Linked DNA regions of Scatophagus argus: region 1 is linked to region 2. Evidence: chromatin contacts called from public Hi-C data. All regions are on one chromosome and are shown on one strand. The core of a region is the stretch at or near the end of the contact, and the rest is flanking DNA. Distances in the headings are between cores, read along the strand shown.

Evidence for each region. A called contact is a pair of places that touch in the nucleus more often than the background predicts.
Region 1: a contact with region 2 is called in a Hi-C map of muscle, with 3 times the contacts expected there. The contact joins the promoter of znrf2b here to the promoter of LOC124064909 in region 2. A contact is called at or near these places in 2 of 2 Hi-C or Micro-C datasets (both in muscle).

What each region holds. Positions count from the first base shown.
Region 1 is chr9:3,320,466-3,323,359 of fScaArg1.pri, reverse strand. It overlaps znrf2b (E3 ubiquitin-protein ligase znrf2), which reads right to left and starts at 1,374. Exons shown (of 5, transcript XM_046399765.1): 1 at 197-1,374. The coding sequence starts at 620.
Region 2 is chr9:3,047,519-3,050,417 of fScaArg1.pri, reverse strand. It overlaps LOC124064909 (pituitary tumor-transforming gene 1 protein-interacting protein), which reads right to left and starts at 1,574. Exons shown (of 7, transcript XM_046399771.1): 1 at 1,295-1,574; 2 at 987-1,033; 3 at 175-283. The coding sequence starts at 1,415.

The DNA of each region.
Region 1 (2,894 bases), core at 125-2,624, 270 kb before region 2:
ATGTACACATCTTAGTTGATGTCAGATCAAACGTACCTCCCGTGGGTCAGGACCCCCACAGCCCTGCTCTTGTTCTATATTCTCCCATTTAATGACCACGTGTGGCCTGACCAAATGCCAAACAAGCGTTAGTGTCACTTCAGTTCAGCGAGTCACTGAGCTGTGTCAACATAACACAGAGGCTCTGCCCTCTTACCTCCGAACAGATGAGGCGAAAGGTGTGCTGGCAGCGATCCTATCAACAGCCGGGGACCTTCGCGCCCTCCTCCTGAACGCTCCCTGTCCGCCGCTTCCTCCGGGCTGCTGCCGCCGGACTCCTGGGAGCTGTAGGCTCCGCTGCTGTTCGGGATGTTGATGCCGGATTGGGGTCTGGAGGTCCCGGAGCCTCCGGAACCCCCCACAGACCTTGCCCTGGCTCCGAGGTGATGGCTTGCGCTGGACGCGCCTGCGGACGCCCCGGACGCACTGTACGCGTGGTACCTCACACCCCCGGCGGTAGTCCTGCTAACATTACTGCCGTTGCTGCCGGACGTGCTGGAGGGCAGGTCCGAGCCGGAGTAGGCTCTGGTCCGTCCGTTAGCAGCTGGATTAGCAGTTGGGCTGCTCTGCTTTGCCCCCATGTTAACCTCCCCTGACTCGGCTTTGAAATATTAAAGAGGCGCTCTATGAGCCACTGCGGGACAGAGCGCCAGATTTACGCCCGAGGCAGATGGCTTTACAGGACAGTCGTACTGGGAGAAAAGAAAAGCAGAACAAACTCTGCGTCGCTACGATCCCATCGACATAAGGAAAATGCAACTTAGTGAAAAGTTGACAAGAGCCAAAGATGTACGTAAAACTTTAGAAGCCGTCACCATTGTATTCCGTCAGTAATAGTTGTGTCCGTGCTGCAGGTAACGTGGATCCGTCCTCGTCTGAGCCGCTGTTGTGGACCTGCTGAGCTCCGGCCGCTGGTTACTCCTCGGTGTCCGCCCCGCCATGACTTCTGAGCAGCATGAAGGAGTGAAGAGCTCACTCCTCACACCTCCCTGCCTGACAACACATTGCTCAAAAGAAGGAAGTGATGGAGGAGAAAGCCTTGCACGGAACCGTTTTATCGGCGGCAGCAAGGAGACTCAGTGCGCAGGCGAGGCGTCAAGTAAGCTGAGCTCGCAAGTATTTCCGCTCAAAGGTTTCAAAATAAAGCCATTGCGGTATTTCACATGGAACACTGACAGTCCAAAGCGTAATTGGTTCAGTTAGCTAAAGCAGGCAAGAAGTAAATCCTGTCTTGTATAGTTTATATTTTTTACAACCTTGTTTAAGTGAGATGCTAAGGCCTGTAGTTTGTAGGGCTGTCTGTATACTGGCAAGTGGTTCTATTCAATTTCATTTATATTGATAGTGTAAATGCCTATACTATCAAGTGATAATGATACCAGCACAATGACACCAAATGATTTCATTCACAATATTATTGTACTGAACATGACATGAATGAGCTGACTCTACAACCCACCTACTCTGTGAGGCCGCATAGCATTAGCACAATAATATGATCACAATGAAATAGTTAAAGGCATAACATTCACCAATTCAACATTTATAAATGAAGCATTGGACAGTTCTGGAAGAAGATAGTTGATTGTTGAGTGTCCCGAGTTGTCAAACAGCCACCAACCCAAAACTCTGATATCTGATGATTTGAAATGAGACTAAACAATTAACTGTCCTTTTTCAGAATTAACGATATGCTCAAAGGTCTCAAACACAGAAAAATACAGGCAGAAGACAGGATAGTGGGTCATAAGTGATGACTGAGAGGGATTATTTTTGTATGATGTATTTTCATACATTGTTTTTCAGGAAGTTCCTGCATATTATATCTTTAACATGCTGATTTTAAGCTAGTAAAAAAAAACAAAAAAAAAAACAAAAAACAAACAAAACAATGCTGTTTTAGAAAATGACCTCAAACGTAGTATATGTTTGACATGTTTATACTGCCGTCTGGTCATTTATTGGCACCAACATATCTGTGATTAGGTTAATTAGATAATCACAATGAATATTATAACTGCTCTCATCTTCCTCATGTGCCAGCCTGGGTTTTCTCCAAGCACTCCACCTTCCTCCTACAATCCCTAGAATATGCACATCAGGTTAACTGTCTACTCTACATTGCCCCTAGGTGTGAGTGTGTGTGATTGTCTGTCTTTGTGCGTCAGCCCTGTGACTGACTGCTGACCAGTCCAAGGTGTACTTCATGTCCCTCGGTCTATGAGTTGTGAAACATTGTGAAACATTTTGCAATTTGTATGACACATCTTGTCACTTCATATTTTATACAGGCCGACAAATTCACTTAATAAGGCGCAACAATTGATGCAATGTTTATTACAATTTTCAAAATATGGAAGTCGTGCTCTTATTTTGAAATCCAAATGGCTCATTTTTGCTCCGGCGGTGTATTTATATGGAAATGTGATAAGCTTTGTACCTCCGTCTCGAGTGACGTTAGCAGGAGAGCAGCAACGTCAATAACAACCAGAGTCTCACGCTACATTTATGGTCTTCCTTCTGAACTCATTCTAATGTTTTTAAGAAGACCTAGTAAACAACATGCAGTCTTCATGTTGTGTTTTATTAGCACAGTGTGGTATCATCATAGGCCCTCAGTGTTTGTTTCTGTTTGTGAACTTAGCCCCATGCACTAAATAATGTCAAATCTATGTGTAAACAACACACTAGACATCAGCTGTAAAGAAAAGTGATTTCTCATGAGTATAGTGTGTTTTACTTTGAGATCAATCTGCCTGAAATATGTGGTTTAGTTTATTGTCTTTTGTCTGAAATTTGAACGTCATGAGATTCAAGAATGAATTTGAGAAACTGATTTTTATTCATGAATGAAC
Region 2 (2,899 bases), core at 325-2,824:
GAAACATGTTCCTACTTCACTAATTCATTTGCGTTTCCTTCTCCAATGGAATCCAGTAAAACCATTTTAAACATTTACTTTTTTCAGAAAGAAATCCGTGGGAAGAATGATTGCAATCTTGTAGCATGACAAATGAAAGAGAAAAGCAGATGCATCGAAACAGGACCAACTCACTCCAACACATTCCCCAACGGGCCTGGGACAACTTGCATACTGATGCTGGAGGCAGCAACCAGCTCACTGGGTATTCTGTGCAGTTGTTGGTGGTGAGGCACCACAGACACTGTGCAGATAAAACACAAACATCAAACCATCCACATGCTATGCTTCAGCTTATCCAGATCTGAACCTGCAATGAACCTGCTGACAATTTTATCGATCAATAGTAAATTAATCGGCACCTACTTTACTAATCAATTAATCAGTTCTGACTCTAGCTTTACATTAATTTCTAAGGATTTGCTGTGATCCTTTGTCTTATGTGTTAATAAACTTGAACACATCTTTGGATTTTAGACTGACTGACATACACACCAAGCAATATGAAGACATCAAATTGGGATTTAGGACATTCTGAAGCTAATCTGGCTAACATTTTACATATCAAACTATTAATGTGAGAAACAATCAGAGGAATGAATCATGGGAAAAAAAATCTTTAGTTACAGCATTACATAAATCAAAGGTGTACGCTGACGACAAGGTCATCAGATCGTGTCCTGCCCTCATTATATTTTTATTCACATTTGCACCGAAAAACCGTCACATCAAACAAAATATGGCGCATTTATGCTTTCTCGCGCATCTGTAAAGGCACACTCGGCTTTTAAAGCAGGTCAAGTCGTGGGAGGTTCAGTAGGTTTGACTGTGTCACTGTCTAAACAAACAAGGGACAATAAAATGACGATTTAGAAGATTAGTTTGGTTGAGCAAAGGTCTGATCTAATCTGCAAAAACTGCAGCCGAGTTGCTCCTGGCACCGTTACCTTGGCATGTGGAACACAGTCGTCACAGGTTTTGTAGGCAGAGCAGTCTGAAAAGAGAGATAACCAAAAATGGAACTGACGATACTCGAAAGTAGAAAAATCAATTAATAGCACTGTGGCTGCAGTGTACAGTGTGACGTATTATGGAAATACTACTTCACTTTAGTACTTTAGTACTTCACAGTACTAAACTCGCGTTACTTACAAATTGTCATTAAAGTTTCTTATTAGCAGAAAAACCCGCTACCTTTTGTCAATTGCAACGAGGATTGCACCGTTACTGCTTTTCAAACCAAGACTGAACTTACGAGTCGGTGGTGGTGGAGTTGTTTGGCATTCCCCTTGGCTAACAAAGCTAACAAACGCTGCGACGGCACAAAAAAACACCGAAGTGGTCAGTGTTTGTCTTTCGGTTGTAAAAGAAGCCATGATTAAAACAGCAGACCGAGTTTGACTGCGTCTGAAAAATAAAGAATATCTGCTGGTCGACACTTTTTCGACACTTGCCCTTCTTAAATTGAGCCTCTGTCGATAAACTGTTGTTGCTGTTTTGCCCTGGATCTAATGTGCTGTCACTTCCTGGGCGTCTTGGGTTAGCGCGTTTGGTGTAATCTTGACAGCCCGGGCGGGAGGAGTTATGCTTTTAACCGAAGATACAAACGACCGTCCGCTCAAAATTAACAGGTAATGAAACGCAGCTACATGTTTACGCCTTTTCTTTTTCTATTAGGTTTATACATTTATTTCAGTAAATAATAAAGTAAAATAAAAAATAAATTAATAAATAAAGATAGAAAATATGCAAGCACAATTATGTAAAGGAAAAGGTGCACCCCCTTAATATGTTGACATAAAACATATAGGTGAAACAGTTGCTGTGCTGCAGGAACCATGCATCGCCGTCAACAGCTAATAATAATTAGCAAACACATTCGTAATTTACTAATAACCAATCTTAACAAATTATTATTACAGTACCACCGTTTGAAGTGTTAACTGTGTTGGCTACTGCAGTTTTATGTTGTTTATGTGGTGAGGCTGTAGCTCAGCTGCTGGATGAAGTCCATATCAAACCCGGTATGTAAATGTATTCAAACTTGAAAAACTAATGGGAGATGAAGATCCTGACAGATTTGGTTCCTCTAAATGTTGACTCAGTGGTTATGGCCTTGAGATTTGCCCATGTCAGTAAATGTTTTAAAAGATGTCTGTGTCAACTGAGAACTTGTTTTCAATGTCAAGTCATTGGTGTTTTGAAAATGAATCTTGAAGTCCATAACATTGTGTAGGCTATGTGTGAGCTGACTGGAGGCGGAAGAGGCAACACCTATTTAACTGCAATCACTGAGAGGAAATTGTGTTTTAGTGACCACACGTGATCCTTTCAGAGCGAAATCACTCTTGTGTTACCACTTTTTATCTGCTATGGCGTCATGATGCAACCCAGCGTGTTGCGTTCTAATGAAAACTGAACTGAAAAGCCTCTGACCCTGGGTGACCAGCAGGTGGCAGTAATGTCACACACGTCTGGCTCTCTGCCCAGGAGGAACTACCCTGAAGTCATGAATCCTCATGATGACTGCATCTGTCTGTCTGTTAATGAGGTGTTTGACAGGTTTTGCATGAGCTCCTGATATTTTATGTTCTCTACAAGTTCATGTAAATGACAAATGCACGTGTTCTTCGTGAACACCATCCCACCCGAGCTGAGCCTGGACACGCTCATTTCGAGCTGCAGCAGGTGACACAGCGATCCATCCTCATTACCACTTGTCTCCAGGAAGACAGCAGAGATCTTAAACACGTTAACATTGTCCAGTGAACGTTAAACTTTCAAACCTCTGTGGAGATCTCAGCGGTTGTATAAAATTTATATTTTGATTATTGCCTTCTATTTGTATATGATTTGTTGG